Linked DNA regions of Mus musculus: all the other regions are linked to region 1. A link is a contact called in public Micro-C data. All regions are on one chromosome and are shown on one strand. Each heading gives the region's core, a stretch centred on a gene start, on an enhancer-like site or on the middle of the called end of the contact. The rest is flanking DNA. Distances are from core to core; before and after follow the strand shown. Region 1 holds the start of Prkaca (protein kinase, cAMP dependent, catalytic, alpha). Region 2 has its middle 24 kb from the start of Gm26721. Region 3 holds the start of Adgrl1 (adhesion G protein-coupled receptor L1).

What was found. A called contact is a pair of places that touch in the nucleus more often than the background predicts.
Region 2: a Micro-C map of embryonic stem cells shows a contact between it and region 1, with 2.8 times the contacts expected there. The contact joins the enhancer-like site here to the promoter of Prkaca in region 1. A contact is called at or near these places in 3 of 39 promoter capture datasets (embryonic stem cells and second pharyngeal arch cranial neural crest), 2 of 484 Hi-C or Micro-C datasets (both in embryonic stem cells), 3 of 115 datasets of contacts at active chromatin or transcription factors (embryonic stem cells and pancreatic cancer cells) and 1 of 9 other capture datasets (pancreatic islet).
Region 3: a Micro-C map of embryonic stem cells shows a contact between it and region 1, with 3 times the contacts expected there. The contact joins the promoter of Adgrl1 here to the promoter of Prkaca in region 1. A contact is called at or near these places in 19 of 39 promoter capture datasets (the 3T3-L1 cell line, the HPC-7 cell line, HPC-7-derived erythroid cells and 12 more), 9 of 484 Hi-C or Micro-C datasets (the N1E-115 cell line, cerebral cortex, embryonic stem cells and 5 more), 6 of 115 datasets of contacts at active chromatin or transcription factors (astrocytes, embryonic stem cells and epiblast stem cells) and 4 of 9 other capture datasets (adipose tissue, embryonic stem cells, liver and 1 more).

The regions. Positions count from the first base shown.
Region 1 is chr8:83,971,495-83,974,361 of GRCm38.p6, forward strand. Prkaca (protein kinase, cAMP dependent, catalytic, alpha) reads left to right here and starts at 1,484. Exons shown (of 10, transcript NM_008854.5): 1 at 1,484-1,738. The coding sequence starts at 1,693.
Region 2 is chr8:83,874,171-83,877,037 of GRCm38.p6, forward strand. No RefSeq gene overlaps it. Among named protein-coding and RNA genes, the nearest start is that of Gm26721, 24 kb to the right of the region's middle. Within about 2 kb of position 1,346, at least 185 of the 459 cell types and tissues checked have an H3K27ac peak or open chromatin away from gene starts, as enhancers often do. A contact at or near this core is called in embryonic stem cells, pancreatic islet and second pharyngeal arch cranial neural crest, where this site is marked.
Region 3 is chr8:83,898,641-83,901,507 of GRCm38.p6, forward strand. It overlaps Adgrl1 (adhesion G protein-coupled receptor L1), which reads left to right and starts at 1,458. Exons shown (of 23, transcript NM_181039.2): 1 at 1,458-2,284. It overlaps Gm26721 (predicted gene, 26721), which reads right to left and starts at 1,087. Exons shown (of 4, transcript NR_166528.1): 1 at 541-1,087.

The sequences.
Region 1 (2,867 bases), core at 234-2,733:
GGGTACTTTCCCCCTCGGGGACTGCAGCTGACCTAGTAGCAGGAGTACATATAGTTATTGGCTTAGAAGCTGGTTGTGCATTGTTGAGCAGTGAGTCTATAGGTATATGTACCTCAGAGTCAACTACCCTTTGGAGTCCAGGAGAGGTAGCTCATCGTCCACTCAGCACCGTCCACCCAGCACCGTCCACCCTGGCCACCCTCTATTACAGAGCTCTGGTGAGGGTAGGGATAATTTGTTTCCAAGAGTACATTTAGCAGTATCTGGAGATGTTTGTGTTGTCCCAGGCAGCAGACAGATGGAAGAGTACCAGCATCCAGAGTGTGAGGGTGGGGTTCTGATATCAACCTAGTGTGCAGGAGACCCTCCAGCAGAGTGCTCAGGCCCCTGGTGTCAGTGGCAAGGTGGGAAACTGACCACGTTCTGACAGTGCAGACTTGAAAGAACACCGAGTGAGGTTCTAGTTCAGTGGTACAATGCTTACTTCGCAGGGAGTATGCATCGTGTTCAATCCCCAGCATTGCATAAAAACAAAATTTAAAGATGAGCATCCAGAAGGAAGGAGAACGGCTCTCTTCCTGCCCAAAAGGGGCAGGTTATGTTGGTCATGTCTAGGCAATGGAGATTAGTTAAGAGCAAGGAACTAGCCTGACCGAGCCTCCATAAAATGGGAGTATGGCAGGCCCAACGTGCAAGGTACAAGAAGTAATGCACTTGGCTGGCGTCCGTAGTTACTACTTTTCAGGGGCCTAGGGTTGAGCCTTAGCAAAGAGTGTAGATACTCTGAGTCTCCTCCCAGCACGCCCTCAGTTCTGGGTCCAACATCCCCTTGCAGCTCCAGTTGTGTCGCGAGCAAACCAAAGCGGACCCCGAGCTAGTTGGGTCACGGCTGCCCAGTGTCGGGCCTCCTTATGAATGACACCGAACGGCGCCCGGCGACCCTTGACCCTCGGCGCCAGCCCGCCCCTCCCCCCCTGGCAGGTGGACAGCCGCTGCGCCGGCCCGCCGTGGCGTCAACCTCTGGCCCGTGGCCGCTGCCGCACTGGGCAGGGGCGGGAGACTGCAGCGCGCACATTGCCGCACGGGCGTCCGCCGGGCCGCCTCCCGCACCTCGCAGCGCCTGCCACCCAGCCACCCTCCAGCCGCCGCAGCCTCCGCCCCGCCCGCTGCCCGGGCCGCAGCCTGAGCCGCTGCCCCGCCCTCTCACCCCGGGACTGACACTAGCCGGGGCCGCCTGTCTCCGCCAATCGACGGCTTCGCAGGGGCAGCCCCAAGCCCTCTCGGGCTTCTCGGCCAATCACGTGCGTTCGCCCGCCCGACTGCGGCCTCACGAGCCCGTGAGTGGCGGAGAGTCTGCAACTCGCGTCACTCATCCAGGAGCCTATGGTGGCGCGGGAGGGTTCCGGAGGGCCAATGGACAGCGGCGTAGGGCTGTCAGTCAGGGAGGCCTGAACCAATGGGCGGTGGGCTGCGGGGGCGTCACGGACAGAGGACTTGGGCTGAGGCTCCCCCGCGGGCGGGCGCAGAGAGACGCGGGAAGCAGGGGCTGGGCGGGGGTCGTGGCGCCGCAGCCAGCGCAGCCAGCCCCAGGGGCCGCCGCCTCCGCTGCCCAGCGCGCTCCGGGGCCGCCGGCCACCTTAGCACCCGCCGCGTCGCAGCTCCGGGACTGGCCCCGGCCGCGACGCCGCCGCGATGGGCAACGCCGCCGCCGCCAAGAAGGGCAGCGAGCAGGAGAGCGGTGAGTGCCCGGCCGTCACCCTGATCTTCACTGCGTGCGGCCTGCCCGCGCAATGCCCATCACTGCATGGCCCCTCCCCCATATGCCCCCCCAATCTTGTCTGCCTGCACCCCTGCCTGCTGCCTGTTCACGTTGGGGTCGGATCACCGCAGAGATACTTTGCCCCCAGTAGGGCCTGGTGCCCATGGCCTACCATCCCCCACTGCAAAGGCCGTGCCCCCCCACCCAGCTGTCACTGCCAACCATTGCATGTATGACCGCCGGGGCCCCAGATGAGGCCCTGTCACCACACCAACCCCTCTTCTCCTAGTCCCTTTCTCCAGATTCTATACCCCCTCCCACTTCGTCACTTACCTTTCCCACACAGCGCCCCAATGCCTGACCCTGATCCAGGCTCCTGCCAGTTTCGGGAGTGCTGTGGGGTCCACGCTGCAGGGACCTTGGCCACTTGGTGACCACACCCCTCCCCCTCCAGCCCCCGCCATCTTTCTCCTACCCCTGCCCGATTCACCTCATCACAGCTCCCACCTCCAAGCCACCCCCACCCCCATGAGCATTTCCCGGGGCCACCTCCTGCATTGTTTTTCCCTTCTGTGTCACTTGGCATGGGGGACAAGATCTTTCTGGGTCCCTCTGCCCCTCTCATCCTGTCACTCCACCTCCTCCGTGCATTCGTCTGGCCCTGGCTGGGGTGGCAGACTGTTTATGAACCTAGAGAGCTGCTTCTGCGCTTCCTTATCCAAGTTGGAGCTGGTCTTGCTCAGAGCCATTACGTCTGTCCTTTTTCTTGGGTTGCGGGTGAGGTAAAGCGGCAGAGCACCCTCCTGGCCTACCCTGAGGTCTGGGTTCCTTAGAAGGCCCCTCAATAAATGGTCGTTTCACAACTGCGGTTCTGTCGTTCACCCAGCCCCTGGGGCTGGTTTGAAACTGCGGATGAAATGAATAGCAAAGGCTCATTCCACTGAATGGGGATGGTCAGAAGAATTGCGCGCATTGGGGTAACGCCATCCAGCAATAGGTGACAGCTAATGATTTGGTTTGCTTAAGACAGATGGATTCTGTGCATACCGAGGGCTCACCCAGAGGGAGGTATATCCACACACACATACACACACCCCCCCCCCAAAAA
Region 2 (2,867 bases), core at 96-2,595, 97 kb before region 1:
CTCACTATATAGACCATATAAACTCTCTATAGACTAGGCCAGCCATGAACTCCTGGTCCCCCATTTGCTACATCTCAAGGTCTAGGATTACAGGTGTGAGCCACCATGCCCAGTTACATGCAGTGTGCTGAGGATGGAATTCACTGCTGTGTGCATGGTAGGGCGCACTGAATCATATCCCTGACCTCACATTTTTACGGAGTCTACTATCTCTCCACGTGGACGTGGACAGCATGAGCCACTAGGGCAGAGGCAGACTCTAGACAAAGCAAAGGTATTAAATCCCAGCCAGCCACAATAGAGAGGCCACCGCAGGCTGAGCTCAGAGGTGTATAAGCTCAAGGTTATCTTTAGAAGCAGACATTATCTTGTCTCCCCAACCCCTAGAACTGCTGGGTTTTTATGTGTCTGTGACAGTGCAGGTTGTCTTAGGGGCGTGTTGCATGTAGGTGCATTACAATACAGCACACAGCACACTCAATGTCAAAAGAAGTCAGGCGACTTGCCTAAGGTCACACAGCTAAGAAATGGACCGAGAACAAGAAAACCCAACTCTGACCTTCCTTCTTGACTAGAAAGCAGTCTCGTTGTGTGCCTGGTACGGTTTCGGATCACCTTGGGATACCAGGGTCTACCGTGGTGGCTTGGCAATAAGTGAAGCCAGGGAAGACAGTCATCCTCATGGCGGTAACTCTTGCCCTTGAGCCACAGCGCAGGCACAGGGTGAGATGTCAACCCAAACACTGGGACTCCCGGATTCCCGCTTAGGCCTGTCAGAAGTGTGGAGGAGTCCCGGGCTCTGGGGAGCGCCCGCTGCTACTGCTCATGCGCAGTGCGCGGGAGCTCGGCTGGCGAGCTGCGGGGTCTCATTAGCACCACCATCATTACGGCAGATTTATGTGCGATCCCTCCCGCACTCTGGGGCCGCTCCCGGCTCAGCACGCGGGGAGGGGACGGGCTGCAGTAGGCACCAGTGCGGGACGGGATGGATTCGTGGGAGCTAGCGGGTTCTAGAGCCGCCGCGCCCTTTCGGGCCAAAGCCAGAGCCACGTCCCGGTCCGCGGACCCCGTGGTCCACTTGCGGGGTTGGAGGGATCTGGGCGCCGCCGACTCGCCCCAGTGACCCCCGAAAGCTTTCGCGCCCCGGCGTAGTGGGTCCGGGGCTGCGCGGGAGAGGTGGGCGACGCGGGTACCAGGTCCCCGGGCTGGGAGCGGGCGCTTCTCCAAACACCACTCCTCCCCTCCTCCGCCTGCGAGACGGCTGCGGCCCCGCCTAGGGAGAGGGGGGACCAGAAGGAAGTGCTCCTGGAGGGAAGTGTGGCGGGATGAAGGGAGAAGGGGCAGCGCACTCCCGGGAGCGGGAGGCAGTCCTAGGAGGAGGGGAGGTGGGCAGGAGGGAGGGAACTGGGCTGGCCAGGAACCGAGAAGCGGAGCAGGAGAGCGGGCGGGGGGGAAGGGGGGGAGGGCTGGTAGGCCCGCTGGGGTGCCGCGGGCGAGGAAGAGAGGAGGGGGAACTGGGAGGGCGAGGCAGTGAGTGCAACCTGGGCAGTATCAAGAGAAAGGCACCTCTCGCATCTTCCCTAAACTATCTTTAACTCCAGGCTGCATTTCCATTCTCTATCCTGGTTCCCATCCTCCCGTATGGAGGCGGCTGCACACATTGGCCTGGCTCTCCACTCTCCTTCCCGCCCTGGCATCCAGGGTGCCAGACTGGGAGGTAACACGCCTCTTCCATCTGTCTCCCAAGTCATCCGCTTCCCAAGGCCTCCAGGGTTGACCCTGAGAACCCTCTCTTAGGAGAGACCGATGTTTAAATTTAGTAAGCACCTCTGTCCTAGCTTCTTGGGACCAGCAGAGGTTCCAGAGAGAGAAACTGAGGCAGAGAGCAAAGACCCAACACGGATCTCTACGAATCCCGCGTTATCTTTGGACACTAACCAGCCTGTCTCTCCTGCTCCGAGCTCTCCTGTTCCTCCGTGGGCAACCGTGGTGGCTGTTTCAAGGCCCCCCCCCAAAGCCCAGCCTTCCTGCTTCGCCACGGGGAGCTCCCAAAAGCCTGAAAATATCTTTAAATTAGGAAAAAGAGCTAAGCCGCCAGAGTCCTTTGGTCTATTAAAGGAGGAGCAGAGGCCACCGGCGTCCCCACCCCCCCGCTCGGATTTTGCATTTGAAGCGCAGACGGCGGGGCCGGTCGGCCGCTGGCGGGGCCGCGGGGCCGGCCAGCCGCGTCCCTTTCAGCGCCCGACCCCCCGCTAGGTGTGCCGGAATTAGGACAGCGCCCCTCTCCGCTGCTTTCATCCCCCAGGGCGGCGGGGGCCTCAGAGGCGCTAATGAAGCGCCTGAAGCTGTTTGGCTTAAGGAAAAGGCCGGAATTCTGGGCAATGTGAGACTGGGGGTTGAGGGTAGCGTCTGGAAATCTGCCTTGAAGTGTCCCAGGACCTTGTTGGCTTGGCCTGGACAAAGCAGTACCGTCCTTTTAGCTCTGCTGGCCTCTGGAACCCAACTCCGGGCTCCTCCCAGCCTGCAGCTGCTAGTTCTGGTAGCTTGGGTTCACTTCCAAGCTTCACTGATTTGGGGGGCGGGGCAGGGGGAACCTCAGGCAGCTCAGAGCCTCAGTTTCCCTGTCAAGCGATTCATCAAGATGATGGGATATGCCTGTGATCCCAACACCAGAAGGCTAAAGCAAGAGGATTGTGAGCTCTAGGCCGGCTTGGGCTCCAGAGTGAAAACATGTCTGGAAAAAAAGCAAACAAAAAGGGTCCTTACAAAATGTCAGGTGGCTCTTGAGCTGCGGAGAGACGGTCACAGACGCACAGCGGGTATTTACTTAGGCTTATTACCCCCACCGCAGGATCCCCTCCCCTCAC
Region 3 (2,867 bases), core at 208-2,707, 73 kb before region 1:
CTTAAGAGTTGCACCCATCCTTCGTAAAACGGATTCTCAGCGCGGCAGCTTCCAAGCTCTGTTCTTACCTCTCTGGATTCCGCTCCCCTGAACCCACACCCCAACCCCCGCACTGAGTTGTCTATATTGCTTAAGTGCCTGGTTTTGGCCCCGGGTTCAGCTTTATAGCCTCCCCCCACCAAAAAAAAAAAAAAAAACCAAAAAAACAAATAAACTATAAGTCTAGGCAGTGGTAGCTTTGGCTCCAGATATTTGGGCCAGGTCGACCCCCTTTCCCATCTAGAGAAGCAATCCTAGGCTTCATCTGTAGCTGGGGGGCTGAACCCAGCCTCTGGCTTCACTCACTAAGTCCAAAGCCTAGGAATCTAAGTCCGATCCGCTGCCCTACTTCTCCGAGTCCATCACCTGCAGTGTAGTTCTTACGTTGTGGAAATCTGCACCGGGCTTTTGCTCTCGCCATCAACCTAAAATTCAATTTTTTTTTTCTTCCCTACCCACCCCCTCCAAAACCAGACGCTTGAGGCGTTTATAGATACTAACCTCTCCTCCGCTCCTGCAGCCTGGTCAGCTCCAGGACCCTGTCCGGTTGCCAAGGCTCTCTCTTCTGTTTGGGGGAGGGGGGCTGTTCTCATCCCATCCTACCTACGCTCCAGTCCTGGCTTTGCGTCCCTCCCTCGTTTTTTTTTTTAATTAATTTATTTATTTATTTTTTTATTGTAGGTCTGGTCTCCCAGGGTAGCGGGATCCACACCACATCCCCTTCCTGTCGCATCACCCAGGATCCAGATACTGCTTTTACCTGCCGGCTCTGTTGCAGCCAGCGCGCGGGATCCTTCCATACCTCAGTCCAGCCCTCATTTTGTCCCTCCCCACCCCACGTCGCTGTTAGGAAGATGGGGGACAGCCTACGCTCTTGTCAGTCACTAAGCAGCACTCCCTCCGGCCCTCCTGCAATCCCGGGTGGGAGACGCTCTGGTCCAGGTCTTTTTTGTTGCCACCGCACAGGCCTGACGCATTACTCCATCTCCCTTGGAAGAATCCGGACCGAAATTTGCGTGCCTCGAGTGCATCTGGCCCTGTCGCAGCTACCTCCCCTCCCACTCCTACCCCCCCACACCGCGCCCCTCCCGTCCCTACCCTCTCTGCCAAATCCGGACCAGGTTTTGCGCAGTCCTTGCACAGCTCTCCATTTACCCCTCACCGGCTAGGCGCCTTTCTGCACAGCACGGCTGCAGAGTCCGTTCCGTTTTTTCTTGCCGCCCGTCGCACCCCACCCCCCCCCAGCCCAACTAGGGGGATCTAGCGCGTCGCCTCCCTCTGCCCACTTTTCCTTGGGGGAGGCGAGTGGAACTCCAGGCCAGGTTTCCGGGCCCTTCCTCGGGGCGCACGGGAGGGCTGCGGAGACTAGTCCCCGGCGGGTAGTCCAGGCCAGGTTTTGCGCTTGTCCGCCGCCCCCCTCCCGGAGCCGGCGGGCCCGGCAGCGCCGAGAGCAGGCGGCTTGTCATTGCTGGTGCCCCGCGCCCGCTCGCTCCGCGAGTCCTGCGGTGCCCACGGGCCCAGCCCCGCGCCCCCTGCTCCGGCCACCCCGGGGGCGCAACGCCGCCGCGCCTGCTTCCAGCTGTGTAGCTCCGGCCCCCTGCGGGCAGCGCGAGCGGTCGGCGCGGGAGCAGTCGGCGCTGCGACGCCCCCGCCCCGCCGTCTGCCGGAGACGCCCCGGCGGATGGGGCCGCGCGGGCCCAGGAGCGGCGCCGCCGGGCGGCGGGGGCCTGCGCGGCCGCCCGGGCAGCCGCGTTAACCCTTCGCCCGCTGCCGTCCGGGGGCGCTGGGAAGTCGCCTGGGCACACACGTGCCGCCTCCGTCGGGGCCGCGGAGCTGCGGGGGAGATGCGGGCAGCCGGCGCCGCCTCGGGGGGCTCCGCCTCGCCCCAGCCCCCCGAGCTCTGACGCCGCCCCCGCCCCTCCGCCTCCACGCCTCGCTCCCCGGGAGGGGCGCAGACCCGCGCGCCCGGGGCCGGGGCCGCCTCCGGAGCGCCGCGATCCGCCTTTTCTTTCCTTTTTTTTTTTTTTTTTATACTCCCCCCCCCCACCCCTTCCCTTTTAAATTTTGGTCGGTGGCGGCGGTGCTGGGCCGGAGGAAAGAAGGGACACGGAGTCCTCCCTCGCTCAGCCACCCCCTCCCCGCTTCCCCCTGGGCCGGGCTCCGGGAGATGTGCCGGGCGGGGGGCCCGGCTTCGCGGAGCCGCCGGAGGAGCGCGCACGGCCGACCCCGAAGCGCCGCTGGACAGGTGAGTGTGCGGGAGCCTCAGGCCACGCCGCACCTGGGCCAGGTGTGCGCGGCGGGAGGGGCGGGGAGCACCCTACCCCCGCCCGCCGGGGGCTTGGTGAGGGTGCGGATGGGCGGCCGCAGGGTGCCCTGCAGGGGGAGGGGACCGCTAGTGTGCCCGCGCGTGGCTGCGTGTGCCCGCGCGCGCGCCGGCCTTTGTGGGGAAGCGGCGCGGCGGTGCCTGCGTGTCCCCGGTGCGTGTGCGCGCGGGTGCTTGGCGCCCTGTTTGTGTAGGTGTCTGGGTGTGAGTGGAGAGGGTGCGTGTGCGCGCAGCGCGCGGGCCCGGGCTCCCCAGAGAAGCCATGTCGGGGGGCTGGCACCGCAGGATGCTGGGCCAGCCCCCCCCCCCCCCCGACATGGCTTGTTTTTCTCTGGGAGGCAGTGGCGCTAATGGTGGTTGGGGGTGGTATGGGGAGAGGTATGTCTGGGTGTCGAGTGAGTTTCAGCCCGGAGGGGTGCTTTGGGCAACCCTGGTGCAGTTGTGAGACATCTTCTGTTAGTGGTACCCTGTTAAGCACGGATGGAGGCTGTCAGGTTGGATCTAC